Regions from separate parts of the Canis lupus genome. Here region 2 is linked to region 1. Evidence: chromatin contacts called from public Hi-C data. All regions are on one chromosome and are shown on one strand. The core of a region is the stretch at or near the end of the contact, and the rest is flanking DNA. Distances in the headings are between cores, read along the strand shown.

Region 1 (3,008 bases), core at 280-2,779:
TTAGAGTCGCTAAACGAAAATTTAGAGTCACTAAATAGTGCTGGTTTGGGAGTCAGGCAATCTTGAGTTTTGGTAGACCACAACTTCATTCTAGTGACACCTGGGTGGCTCAGGGGGGTGGTCCTGGGGTCCTGGGGTCGCGTCCCACATCCGGCTCCCTGTCGGGTGCACCTGCTTCTCCCTCTGCCTGGGTCTCTCTCTGCCTTTCTCCGTGTCTCTCATGAATGAATAAATAAAATCTTAAAAAAAAAAAAAAACCCCGCTTCATTCTAAAGCTTAGGGGATCTGTTTTCACATTCAACACATTTGGATTAGAGCTTTATGAATACAAGTATTTAAATCGGAATTAGAATAAAACGCAAGAATTTTAGGGAAGGTAACTGTCAGGATGCAAGTCGTCACTAATTATTGGATCAGCTCTCCAGGCTGCAGTTGTCTATATTTTTCTCCCATTTCCGTTTGAATGAATTCATTTTGAGAGATTCCGGTTGCATTTTTACAACTGAGGTTTGATTCATTCATCGGGGGTTCATTCCTATTGCAGGTGAACGCTTTTACCAGGCCGTTTTCTCAGGTCAAATTTTGTAAACCAAAATGCGGCCAAGATTTGATTTTTTAATCAATCTTCAGTTAAAAGAAGAATTACTGTGTAAAGGCCAACAATAACATGAACATTGACTGTCTTAAACGTTATCAATCATATTTTGCAATAGTTATTTCCACCTTATGTCTTTTCTTTTTGGATCGACACCGCAGTTTTCGGTATGACCGAGGTAGGACTATGGAGCTTTCGAGGCGAGGGGGGTGGGAATAACTTCTTTGTGCGGTTTCTTTTCTTTTTTTTTTTTTTCCAGAGTTGTAAATTTTATTCTCTGTTGACTCATCGGCCTCTCAAATTATGAATCAGGTGTTGGTTCTTTCCCAACCGGGGACCGAGTGTATCCGTGGAACAACAGCACAGAGAGGTAAGATAATTCCTGCTTTCCCGCTCCCCCCCCCCGTAAAACGAGATTCCCCGGCACTCCATACAGCGCGGGCTCCTAATTCCTAGAGGCCAACCGGCTAGAGCCTCTGCTACTCTCGGGAGCCGCGGCCAGAGCCAGGCCGGTGAGGGGTGAGGGGTGAGGGCGGCCTTCCTCTCCCAGGCCACCAGAGGCCAGAGCCGCCCGCAAAACAGAAGTGGGCGGGACCAGGCCGGCCTGAAAGATCAAAGGTTAAAAAAGAGAATCAAACAAAGAGCAAATGTCAAAACCCAACTCCCAAGGAAGGCAGGAGTTCCCATCTTCCACGAAAAATGAAGGCGACTCCTCCCTAACACGCTCTCGAGGCCCAGGGCCGCGCGCCGACTCCCGCAGACCCGGAGGGCCCAGACGCGACTAACAGGTAGCAGGACCGGAAGTGGAAGTGAGCCCCGGGCGGCGGGGGGGCGGGAGGGGGGGAAAGCCACCGCACGCCTGCGCAATCAGCAGGGCTGCAGGACGCATGCGTGGCTGGGCGGTGACGGGGTGACGCTCGGAGCGTGGGCCGCGACTCTCACGGATCCGGTTCCGCCCTCCCTCTCGCTGTCGACCCTCCGGGGCTAGCGCCCGAGATCCCTTTCCCAGCGTGCTCTGCGCCGTGAAGAAGCGGCTCCCGGGGACTGGGGGCATTTTGTGTTGGCTGGAGCCGGAGTAACAAGATGGCGGCGTCGGCGGAGTGACAGGGGTCCCTCCGGGCGGGAGCCGGCGGCGCTGGTGGCAGCGGTATCGCCGCCCTACACCACCGCGCCCCTTTTCCAGCCCGCGACGTCGCCGTGAAAGCGAGCCAGCGGCGGCCGCCCAGAAGCCAGTGGCCCAGTCTGGTAACCGCGAGGACCCCCTTAACAAGCCGCGGCCCCTGACTGAGCGGCGGCGATCAGGTTCCCCTCGGCCGGTTCCGGGCCCCGTAACGCCTTGAAAGAGCCCACGTTGTCCGTTTCCTGCCGCCCTCCGCCGCAGCCTCGTTCCGCGGACGAGCCCCAGAGGCCTCCGTGCTCCCCTCAGAGGTGTCGGGGCTCGGCCCCAGGCTCCATCTTCGTCTCTCAGGATGGCGAGCAGCAGCGGCTCCAAGGCCGAATTCATTGTCGGAGGGAAATACAAACTGGTACGGAAGATCGGGTCTGGCTCCTTCGGGGACATTTACCTGGCGATCAACATTACCAACGGCGAGGTAATCACCCGGGGTGGGGTTCACGGCCACGCCGCGCCAGGCCTCCCCCGCGCCGGCCCCCGTAGCGCCCGGGCCTTTGCCCACCACACACGCACCTCCTGGGGAGGGGAGCCCGGGAGAGGGAGCCAGCCTTCCTGGCTTAGGAGCCTCCCCCGCTCCCTCTCCCTAAAAGGCAAGGAACCCGGTAGGAAGCGCGGGGAGAACCTGTGAAGTTTCCCAGCTTGTTAAAAACGTTCTTTAATCGAACTTTTTTAAGCCGTCGTGTAAAGCGAAAACGGCGACGTCGTATTTCTCTGATGCCCATGTCCGGTCCCCCCGCCCCCCCTTCTCCCCCCAATGGATTTATTATGTCGGGGGTTCTTGCTTTCCATCGTCAGTTTCCTTCTAAACCTCTCATTACGTTTTCTGGATGAATCATTTTCTGCACCTTCGAGGACGTGCCGATTTCGTCACGACCCCCTGAAGAGTCCTTTGAGGCCGGTTGCCTCGTTTTATAATCACAAAGGGAGCTTTCTCTTGTGAGGCTCTCGCTTCACCTTCTAGTCTCGAGTGGGAGCTTGGCTCGATGTCTCCCCCTCCTCTCCCAAGTGACATTGAATCCTCAGGGATGTTGATGCCATCCTCCCCTCTCTCCCCTGCAGGAAGTGGCAGTGAAGCTAGAATCTCAGAAGGCCAGGCATCCCCAGTTGCTGTACGAGAGCAAACTCTATAAGATTCTTCAAGGTGGGGTGGGCATCCCCCACATACGGTAAGAACCCGTCAGCAAACGGGCGGTCGCACCGAGGGAAGGACGGCATGGGGGAGACGGGCAGAGGCGAGCA
Region 2 (3,008 bases), core at 179-2,678, 140 kb after region 1:
CAAGAACAGTGACAACAACAGCAGCTACCTTTAATTAAGCATTTGCTTTTGTCGGGCACTCTGCTAACTGCTTTAACATGCATGATCTCATTTGATCTTCACAACGTTCCAGCCAGGCCAAGTTATAATCTCTACTGTGCAGAAGAACCTGAGGCTCAGAGAAGTCAAGTGACTGTCCCGAGGTCACACAGCTGTGAACTGGTAGAGGCGGGATTAAAACTCAGATCTGTGGATCTCTAGAGTCTGAACTCTTACCCCTGGGCTATCCCCCACCCCCTCTACAGGTCCCTGTGGCTCGGGCCTCCCATTTTCCATTCCAGCATTAACACTCCATATCGCATACAGCTGGCTTGAGGCAATGCATCAAATACCTTGTGAATGCCTACTACGTGCCAGGAACACTGCTGGGTGCCGTGCTCATGCCCTGGGAGCTCTCAGATCCTCTTGAGGACTCTGGTTTGGGCTTGGGCTCAGTGACCTCCCCAGCACTCATGGTCCAGTTCGTTTGAGGATGTCATGGGGAGGCCGAGGCAAGCATTGGCCCTCCTCCGTGACCAGCTGGACACCCCCTGCCCTCTCCTGGCTGTGACTCTCCTCTCCTTCCCCTCACTGCAGGGGACAGCATGTACACTAATCAGACAACCTTGCTTTGAATCCTCTGTGACTTTGGGCTCCCTGAGCCTCAGTTTCCCCGTTCGTAGATGAGGGATAAAATTAGGACCTCACCACAGGGTGGCTGGGAAGATTTACTGAAACAGTGCTCACGAAGGACTTAGCACAGTGCCTGGCAGTCAGTAAATAGACATTAAGCAGTAGCTATTATTATTACTAATTGTTATTTCCTGAAATTTCTGATGTCCAGCAGACAAACGCCTGGGGCCCAGCACATGGTGGATGCTCCAAGCGAAGGAATCATTCACACAGCAGACAGAAGCCTGCACCCCATCCTTGCCCCCCCCCCCTTGGCAGCCTGTGCCATTGCTGCTCTGACATGGGAGGTGTCCCTGGAGCTGGACCCTGACAGTAGGGTCGCTCGGGAGGCCAGAGGGCAGGCACAGGACCCATGCCCCGTCACCTGGTCCCCTCAGTTTCAGCGCCAGGGCCCATTCCAGGGAAGGGGCGGGGATGGTTCCCTCTGGGCATGCGACACTCTTCAGGGTTGTCTGGCTTTCTGGTGGCGCCACCTGGTGGCGAGCACAGCGCCGCTTCAAGGCGGGCCCTGCCGCCGAGGGCTCTGGTGGCCCTGAGCAAGACCACCCCCTGCCTCCCCCTTCCCAGCCCCCCCGCCCGGGGCCTCCGTTATGAGTGCCCACCACTTCCCGTGAAAGAAGACCTAAGGACCCCAACTTTGCTGTGGGGCAGAAACACTGACGCCCACGTTCTTAGGCCTCTCTCTCAGACCTAGGTTGGTCCCACTGTAGTCGGACAAGCTTCACACTCAGGACATCCCTGAGGGCAGATGACCCTTCGGTGGTTTTCTCGAGACCTAGGCTGGAGGAAGGGACTGCCTTCCAGGCCTGAGATGGCCCAGGAATGGGAAACCCACTGATGGTCACTGGGGCCCTCCGTGACTCCCCAAGCACCTGCCTGGGTACCCCCACAGGTGTCCCCCTCCCTACTGGGAGGAGTCTGGGGCCCCAAGTCCCAGCCTGGCCCCAAGCTGTCGGTATACGCTGCGAGGGAAGAAGAGACTGAGGCGTGCTCTAACTAGCCTCTCCTGACTCCGGCACTGATACTGAGGCCCAGCCCCACCTGCCCCCTTCTCCTCCCGTGCTGGAGTGGAGGTGGGGTGCGGGAATGTGGAGAGTGGGTGAGGACTCCTGTAGCTCCCAGACCGGCTCCTGTGAGGCGCAGATTCCCGGGCCTGCGTTGTCAGAGCGCCGAGGCCAGGACCCCGGAGTCTACGTTGACAAGCACCGAGCTGGAAGCCCAGACAGCTAAGTCCTGACTTTGGGATACAGAAGCAAGGGTGCATGTGGCCAGCAGGTAGGAGAGTGTGGTGGTTGCGGGGGGCCTGAGAAGCAGAGGACCCCCCTGGCAGCCAGGTCCCTATCTTTTCATTTCCCTTTCCGTGGATGCCGGCCGGGGTGGGGGGTGGGGTCCCCCCAGCTGCATGCTGCTCCCGCCACCCGCCAGCAGCAGCAGAGGGGTAGCAAGGAGGCTGCCCCCATCCCTCACCCCGTCACACTAGCTCGGAGGACAGTGGGGTGGGGCCGGGGCGGCCTGGGATGGGAGTGGGGGCCCTTGCTGCCTGAGGAGGTATTTTCAGAGTCCCCCTCCCTCTGGAGTTTCCAGTGATAGAATAGAGTCCTGTCTAGTATTTGACCAAATATGGTGGTATCTCTCGATGAGCTCCAGCCTCAGCCAGTTTCTCAGTTATGCTGTGGAAACCTGCCCCGGACAGATTAATCTTGTGACATTCGGCAGCGCGTCGCACTCTGTTCTCCCCCTCGGCCTATTCCTGTAAATGGCCAGGAGTGGCCCTGAGCGCCACGGTGCAGTCCTAGATGTTTGTTCATTCACCGTGTCCCTCCCTGTCCTCTGCACGCTCTCTCCTACCCTCCTCCGCTGCCCTGGGCGGACTGGCTCCCTCAAAGCAGGCTGGACTGTTCGGTTCGCTTGAGCGGAGAGACCTGGACCCTCGGGGCTGGCCAGTTCAGCGTGGGATTTCAGGACCCGTAGCCCCTGGGGTCACCCCAGCTCACCACACTGTGGCCGGAGCCTGTGAAGCCCGGAGCTCTCTCGGGGGGGCCCGAGGGGCAAGGAGGGAGAGTTGGCTGAGCGACGAGAACCACGCTGGCTCTCATGCTAATTAGAATAGCTAATGTTTGTAATAACAATTATGTGATTATTTCATCATAATCATTTTCGTCATAAACAGCTAAGTGTTTATTGAGCACTTACTACCCGCCAGGGACTGGGCCAGCTGTTTAACGTGGCTTATTTCCTTTCCTCCTTTGAACGGCCCCATGTGGTGGCCACTGTCATTACCCCCATTCTAGAGAGGT

Evidence for each region. A called contact is a pair of places that touch in the nucleus more often than the background predicts.
Region 2: a Hi-C map of blood shows a contact between it and region 1, with 4 times the contacts expected there. The contact joins the promoter of IL17B here to the promoter of CSNK1A1 in region 1. A contact is called at or near these places in 5 of 9 Hi-C or Micro-C datasets (amygdala, blood and skin fibroblasts).

Annotation. Positions count from the first base shown.
Region 1 is chr4:60,348,192-60,351,199 of UU_Cfam_GSD_1.0, forward strand. It overlaps CSNK1A1 (casein kinase I), which reads left to right and starts at 1,530. Exons shown (of 13, transcript XR_005358451.1): 1 at 1,530-2,187; 2 at 2,829-2,935. It overlaps LOC111095594 (a long non-coding RNA gene), which reads right to left and starts at 1,399. Exons shown (of 2, transcript XR_005357633.1): 1 at 724-1,399.
Region 2 is chr4:60,489,048-60,492,055 of UU_Cfam_GSD_1.0, forward strand. It overlaps IL17B (interleukin-17B), which reads left to right and starts at 1,429. Exons shown (of 4, transcript XM_038535067.1): 1 at 1,429-1,986; 2 at 3,005-3,008. All of the region lies in intron 1 of LOC111095596 (a long non-coding RNA gene), which reads right to left.